Linked DNA regions of Mus musculus: region 2 is linked to region 1. The links are chromatin contacts, called in public Hi-C maps. All regions are on one chromosome and are shown on one strand. Each heading gives the region's core, a stretch centred on a gene start, on an enhancer-like site or on the middle of the called end of the contact. The rest is flanking DNA. Distances are from core to core; before and after follow the strand shown. Region 1 overlaps Grik4 (glutamate receptor, ionotropic, kainate 4). Region 2 overlaps Grik4 (glutamate receptor, ionotropic, kainate 4).

Evidence for each region. A called contact is a pair of places that touch in the nucleus more often than the background predicts.
Region 2: a Hi-C map of cerebellum shows a contact between it and region 1, with 1.7 times the contacts expected there. The contact joins two enhancer-like sites. A contact is called at or near these places in 6 of 484 Hi-C or Micro-C datasets (B cells, cerebellum, cortical neurons and 3 more) and 2 of 9 other capture datasets (adipose tissue and embryonic stem cells).

What each region holds. Positions count from the first base shown.
Region 1 is chr9:42,572,067-42,574,766 of GRCm38.p6, reverse strand. The region is part of intron 13 of Grik4 (glutamate receptor, ionotropic, kainate 4); the gene reads left to right. Among named protein-coding and RNA genes, the nearest start is that of Gm36590, 100 kb to the left of the region's middle. Within about 2 kb of position 1,341, at least 32 of the 459 cell types and tissues checked have an H3K27ac peak or open chromatin away from gene starts, as enhancers often do. A contact at or near this core is called in cerebellum, where this site is marked.
Region 2 is chr9:42,801,780-42,804,739 of GRCm38.p6, reverse strand. The region is part of intron 3 of Grik4 (glutamate receptor, ionotropic, kainate 4); the gene reads left to right. Among named protein-coding and RNA genes, the nearest start is that of Gm36590, 130 kb to the right of the region's middle. Within about 2 kb of position 1,454, at least 36 of the 459 cell types and tissues checked have an H3K27ac peak or open chromatin away from gene starts, as enhancers often do. A contact at or near this core is called in cerebellum, where this site is marked.

The DNA of each region.
Region 1 (2,700 bases), core at 92-2,591:
ACATGGAAATGCACATACACACATGTACAACAGAGAGAGAGAGAGAGAGAGAGAGAGAGAGAGAGAGAGAGAGAGAGAGAGAGAGAGGAGGCAGAGGGACACAGAGACAGAGAGGGACAGGGTGTTCAGAGGAAATAGGTCTAGTTTGAGGCAGAGCATTGGACTGTATGCTGGCAGAGCTTTGGTTCAGGCACATGTCTATCTGAGCACAAACAGCAGGAAGGAGCACAGTGAACAGACACCTGTCAGGGGACATCAAAAGTTAACACTGTCTTCTCAGTCCCCCCCACCCAGCTCAGACCCTGTGCCCTATGGCTTCACCCTCAAGCGACGAGCTAGCCCCTTCTCCCCACAGCCCGCAATCATTCTTCCGATCTGTCCTCGCAGGCCAGTCACCGAGCCCTGTGCCCAGCCAAGTAAATATTTCATAGGGATTTTAATTTAACTCTAAGGGAATCCATCCAACCCTGAGAATAGACTGTCACCTCAAGAAATAGCACCAGGGATGACTTGGACCTAGAGATGACATTGCCACTCCCCCAATGAATGCTAATGGGTCTCTGGCATCTGCCTCCCCCAGCACCACTGTGACAGGCTGGGCACAGTGAGCAGGCGTGTGAAGAGTGGCTGGGGCTCTCTCTGAATGGAAGCTTTCCGGGGAGCAGGCTTAGGGAGGAGGTTGGGAGAGGTGAGAAAACCTGTACAGATGACTGAACTGAGCATAAATTGTGTGTGTGTGTGTGTGTGTGTGTGTGTGTGCTAGCGCGCCTATACAGGTGACCAAAACTAGACACAATTGTATTCCCTTATCCTTCAGGAACAGCCAAGAGATGGGCTCCCTGTCTAAGCCACTGGGCAGGGACACGCAACGTTTGCGGATGCCATGTGACTGCTAGGCATTTTCCCTGACCACCCCTGGTGGGTGGCGTGGGCATCCATCCTGATGATGCAAACAGGACGCTGTGCTATTATGGAGTGTAAGTGATGACTTCCCAGGCACACAAAAGCCAGCAGTGGCCGGCCGTGAGTCCCTGGCTCCGTCAGAGTCCGTGCCTCCCTGCTCTGAGACTCCAGTTCCCTGGGCATCTGCATAGATGGGGATGGCGGGAGAAAGGCCTGCATGCAGCAGATGAAAAGATTGAAAGACAGAAGTGTGCAGATTCTCATCTGGAGTGGGTGGAGATGCTTTGCTAATTAACCTGGCTGAGCAGCAGAGAACTTGGCACGGAGAGCCCGGGGGTGGGGGTGGAGGGGCAGCTTCAGCACGGAGCAGGCCCTGTGGTTGGCTCCTGGCTTAGCCCAGACCTGCCTACTCTGTCCCTTCCAGAAGTGTAATTAGCACCCTGCTGACAATTGCTCTGGCCAGTAAGGACCTGGGTTCCCTGCTAATGCTATCCTGGACATTAGGGGTTCATGATTAGCGAGTGGGGTGTGCGCCCTCTAGTGGGGTTTCAAGTCACTTGACCTGATGAACAGAGAGAGGCACACTAGACTCTGCCTTCTCTCCTTCAGTGACTGAGAGAGAGATGGGAGGGCTGGCTCCTGAAAAGATGAAAACTTCGAATGGTCCTGAGGATGGGTGGTGTTGATGGCTGGATATTCACATGTTGATTATGTAACTGGATTCAGAGAGGAATGGCGTCTAGACTTTGGTCCAGGGGTTACTCAGCAGGGGAGAGGGGAGAGGAGAGAATACACATCATTTCATTAGACAGACACCAGTGTTCAGGGGACCAGTGAGTGGACACTGGTTGCACAGGCAGGATGGACGATGTGGCTGGGAGTCTCAGGAAACTTGCCTTTTCTGCCCCTTTTGTGGGATTTGAGGGAGTATACATGGTCTCTCAATATAACCCTAGCAATCCTGGAACTTACTCTGTAGACCAGGCTGGCCTTGGACATGAAGAAATCCACCTGCCTCTGCTTCCCAAGTGCTGAGGTTAAAACTATGCATCTAGCACACCCAGCTCACAGGAAATGTCTCAAGAAAAAGCATAAAACCAAGAGACTTGAAGGTTCACTCATGTAATTCCAGCACCTAGGAGGCTGAGGCAGGAGGATTGTGAGTTCAAGGGCAGCCTTGTGATACATAGTGAGATTTTTCTATTTAAAAACAAAACAAAATAAAACAGCAACAACAAAGCCTCACTGTCATGGTGCAAAGGTGAATTTTTCTAGAAAAGAAAAAACAATATTAATGACCATTTGTTAAAGTTATACTATATGCTAAGCACTGTGCTTCCAGTACAGAGTGTGCAATTTCCCTTAGCCTTAAGGGATCCCTAGTTGGCCATTGTTATTGCTAAGCACCGTGCTTCACTCACAAGATGTACAATCTTAAGTAGCCTTAAAGGATCCCGAGTCAGCCATTGTTATCTCATGGTAAAGTGAGAAGTGGGCATGGGGAAGCCATGAGGGTTTACTAAAGTCACAAGGCCAGTCTGGTCTAAAAAGCAAGTTCCAGGACAGCCAGGATTAGGTTGAGAGATTCTGAACACTTACTGTCCCAACCCAGAAAAACAAAAACAAAAACAAAAACAAACAAACAAACAAAGAGAGCAGAGAAAGCTCCACCCACATCGGCCATCCTGCCTGTCCCCTGAGTACTGGCATCTGTCTAATAATGAAATGATGTGTACACACTGTCCACCCTCTTCCCTGTTCAGTAACAACTGGACCAAAGTCAAGATGCCATTCCTC
Region 2 (2,960 bases), core at 205-2,704, 230 kb before region 1:
CAAGGGAGTCTCTCGGCATTGGTGGCACGGGACATCGGGCAGGTTAAGGCAACAACTGAATCTCTTTCTTGTTTAACGCTTTCCTACACAGCGCAGCAGTAAGAGCTCAGACTTGTCTGATGCTCAGCCTCACTAGGTCCCCCACCCCCCCATCCCCAGGCACTTCACAACTATAAGTTTCTACTTAGTTGACTTCCTCCAGTGACCCTCAATCCTTTGCAGAGAATGTCTAACCTAGAGCATTCAAATGTTATCAAGATGAAGCTAACAGGAGGATTGGGGGGGGGGGGAGACCAGTGCGAAGAATAAAGCCACTGGTTACTGATCTCATCCGCTGTGTATGAAATCTATTGGGCACACTGAGACAAACCTACTGCCGATTTCTTAGCCTTGTAGAGGATTCACCATGGGGTATTTTGAGTAGTGAGTTCCCCTCCTAATGTTACAACATGATTTGATTTATGAAAGTCTGATCATTGTGCAACTTTTCTTCTTTATTCCAAATTGAATCAGTTAGGTAAACAATCAGCCAGTATTTCACCATAGTGGCAAATAGATATTGATGACCCTTCATGTGTCACCTGGACAGGGGACACAAGGAAGCCTTTGGACCACAATCTCTTCTTTGGTGAGCATCTCAAGGGAGTCTGTGTCTGTCTGATTCATGCGTTTCCTCTCAGGATCTAGTCTTGACTGCAGGGCCAGGCTTTCCCACCATCTGCTGAATGGGTAATATATGGCAAAGTTTGAATTTTGAGCCACCCTTTCAGTGTTCCAATGCTCCCCCTGCCAGGGTGAGACCATGCCCAAGCATGGCATCCCATTTGCCTGCTAGCCCACAAGACGTAATTAGGAAAAGTGTAGTGTGAATGTGAAATGTTCCCAGAGTGTGTTTGAACTCTTGGTTGACAGCTGGTGATGTTGTTTTGGAAGGCCACAAAACCTTTAAGAGGTGGAGCCTCACCGAAGAATGAGGGAGGGCCACTGAGCAAGGGTCTGGAGGCTTTATACCCCAGCCTCACCTCTTAGCTACTAGTTTTCTGAGTGTGAATGTACTGGCCCTCTGCTCTATGCTCTTGTGGATTGCATCCTCCTCAGCTGGGAGCCACAATAAACCCTTTGTTCCTCAAGTTGCTTCCTGCCACTTATTTGGTCACAGTAATGAGGCAAGAGACTAATACAGAAAATGAGTATTTTGCCTCCAAAGTGAATGTGTGTTTCTGTAAATGCACTTGCATTCAGATCCTAGACGACTGACTCCCTCTATCTTGCTTCTGGACCCACCCACTTGAACCTACACACTTTGGGGTGGATATGGGAGCTGGCAGGAGTTGGAGAGCTATCTAGGTCAGTGTGCCCAGTGAAGTCATCGGCCAAGATGACACAACTCTCCAACTGGTAACGTTGGTGCCATGGTTTGCAGTGAATAGAGTGTTCTGATGTGTTTACTGGGTTTCTAGGAGACAGGCAGAAGGGGGCATGTGCTGTGAGGAGGAGTCCAAGGCTCTCAGGATTTGTGGCTTATCCAGGATTCTACCAAAGTAAATGGTAAAGTCAGAGGATATGAACTGAGCAGAATCTGAGGGTGTCACAGTCTGAGACAGCCTTTTGGCAGCACATTCCCTGTGGCCAAGATCCAAAAGCTTCCAGAGGCCAGAATGCTGCTGTCTGGACCTCACAGAGGAGTAGGCAAATCATGGCAGTGACCATTAGTAACTGAGGCTTCTCTATAATTTTTCTCAGCATATTGTGACGAGTCTTTGGGGCTGGGCATTGGCAAAGGTTACAGTGCAGAAGCATCGGAGGTGAGACGTAGGGCCCTGATTCTGTAACTGCGAACTGTGGATGATGGAGTTGGTTTCAATATCATTTGGGTGTGTGGCTGCCTATGTTTATTTGTTCTGGAATGGTCTGGCTTCCCTGCCTGGGACTCGAGTTCATTTTGTCTGGCTGTGATGATATCCACTCCTCAGCTGGATACATCAAGGTCTAGCCCTGCCTGAGGAAGTGACCGGTACACTTGTTAGTCACCACTGGGTTGAGCTGGGAGCACACGGTACTGAAAGAATCTTATCAGAATTTCAAAAACCTGTCTTCAGCTCCATGAAATGGCTTGCAGAGCCCTAGGATGTGGACTGAGTCATTTGTACATTGTATTTGAGGGAAAGGGGGTGGGCTTCTGGAAACTATGAAGAGAGATCTTTGTTTCCACATTTAAAAAAGTCTATCTGGCAGATGGAATGGGCATTTTGGGTACCAGGTGACCATGAGAGGTTTAACAGGGATTTCAGCATCAAATTGAAGATTTCACCTGTCACCCTTAGGACCCTTAGGGTGTGACAGTTTAGTTAGCCTTTGGTCCCATTTGCACATGGAAGACACTTCTGTTTCATTGTGGTTTCATTAATAACCATTAACAAGAGCTTAAATTGAGACAGTCACCTGCCTAATTAAAGCCATGACCCTACTTGGCTCCAGTTGCTTGGGGGAAATCAGGTAAGACATGCTAGCAGGCAGATCTTGTTTTGTGATACAGTCCAGACTCTCTGGGGGCGTCCTTTCTCCTTGTGGCTGTGGCTGTGTGGTGGGTGGGAGAAGCAGCTGCTAGATCTTAGCTGAGTGCTCGCGTGGTGCGAGTCTGAGTCGGTGGGATGCACTCATGAACGCCAGCAAAACCTGAACATTCCTCTCGTAGCCTCTCGGCTCAGCTGCAGGCAAGACCGCAGTCACATTTAACTCTCATTAGTCTGGATAAGCAGACACACGTCCCCCGCAGGGTTTATGGAAGCTGCTGGGGGCACTCACAGGGCATCAGGATGCTGTAGACAAGCCAAGAGGCTTCCCAACAGCCGCTCTTGCAGATGGGTATTTCTTCTCACTTGGTGGCTGGTCAGCTCCTAGAAGACTGAGTTGATGGCGCCTAGCTAGGCTACAAAATGACAAAGAGAATTGTGGAGAGA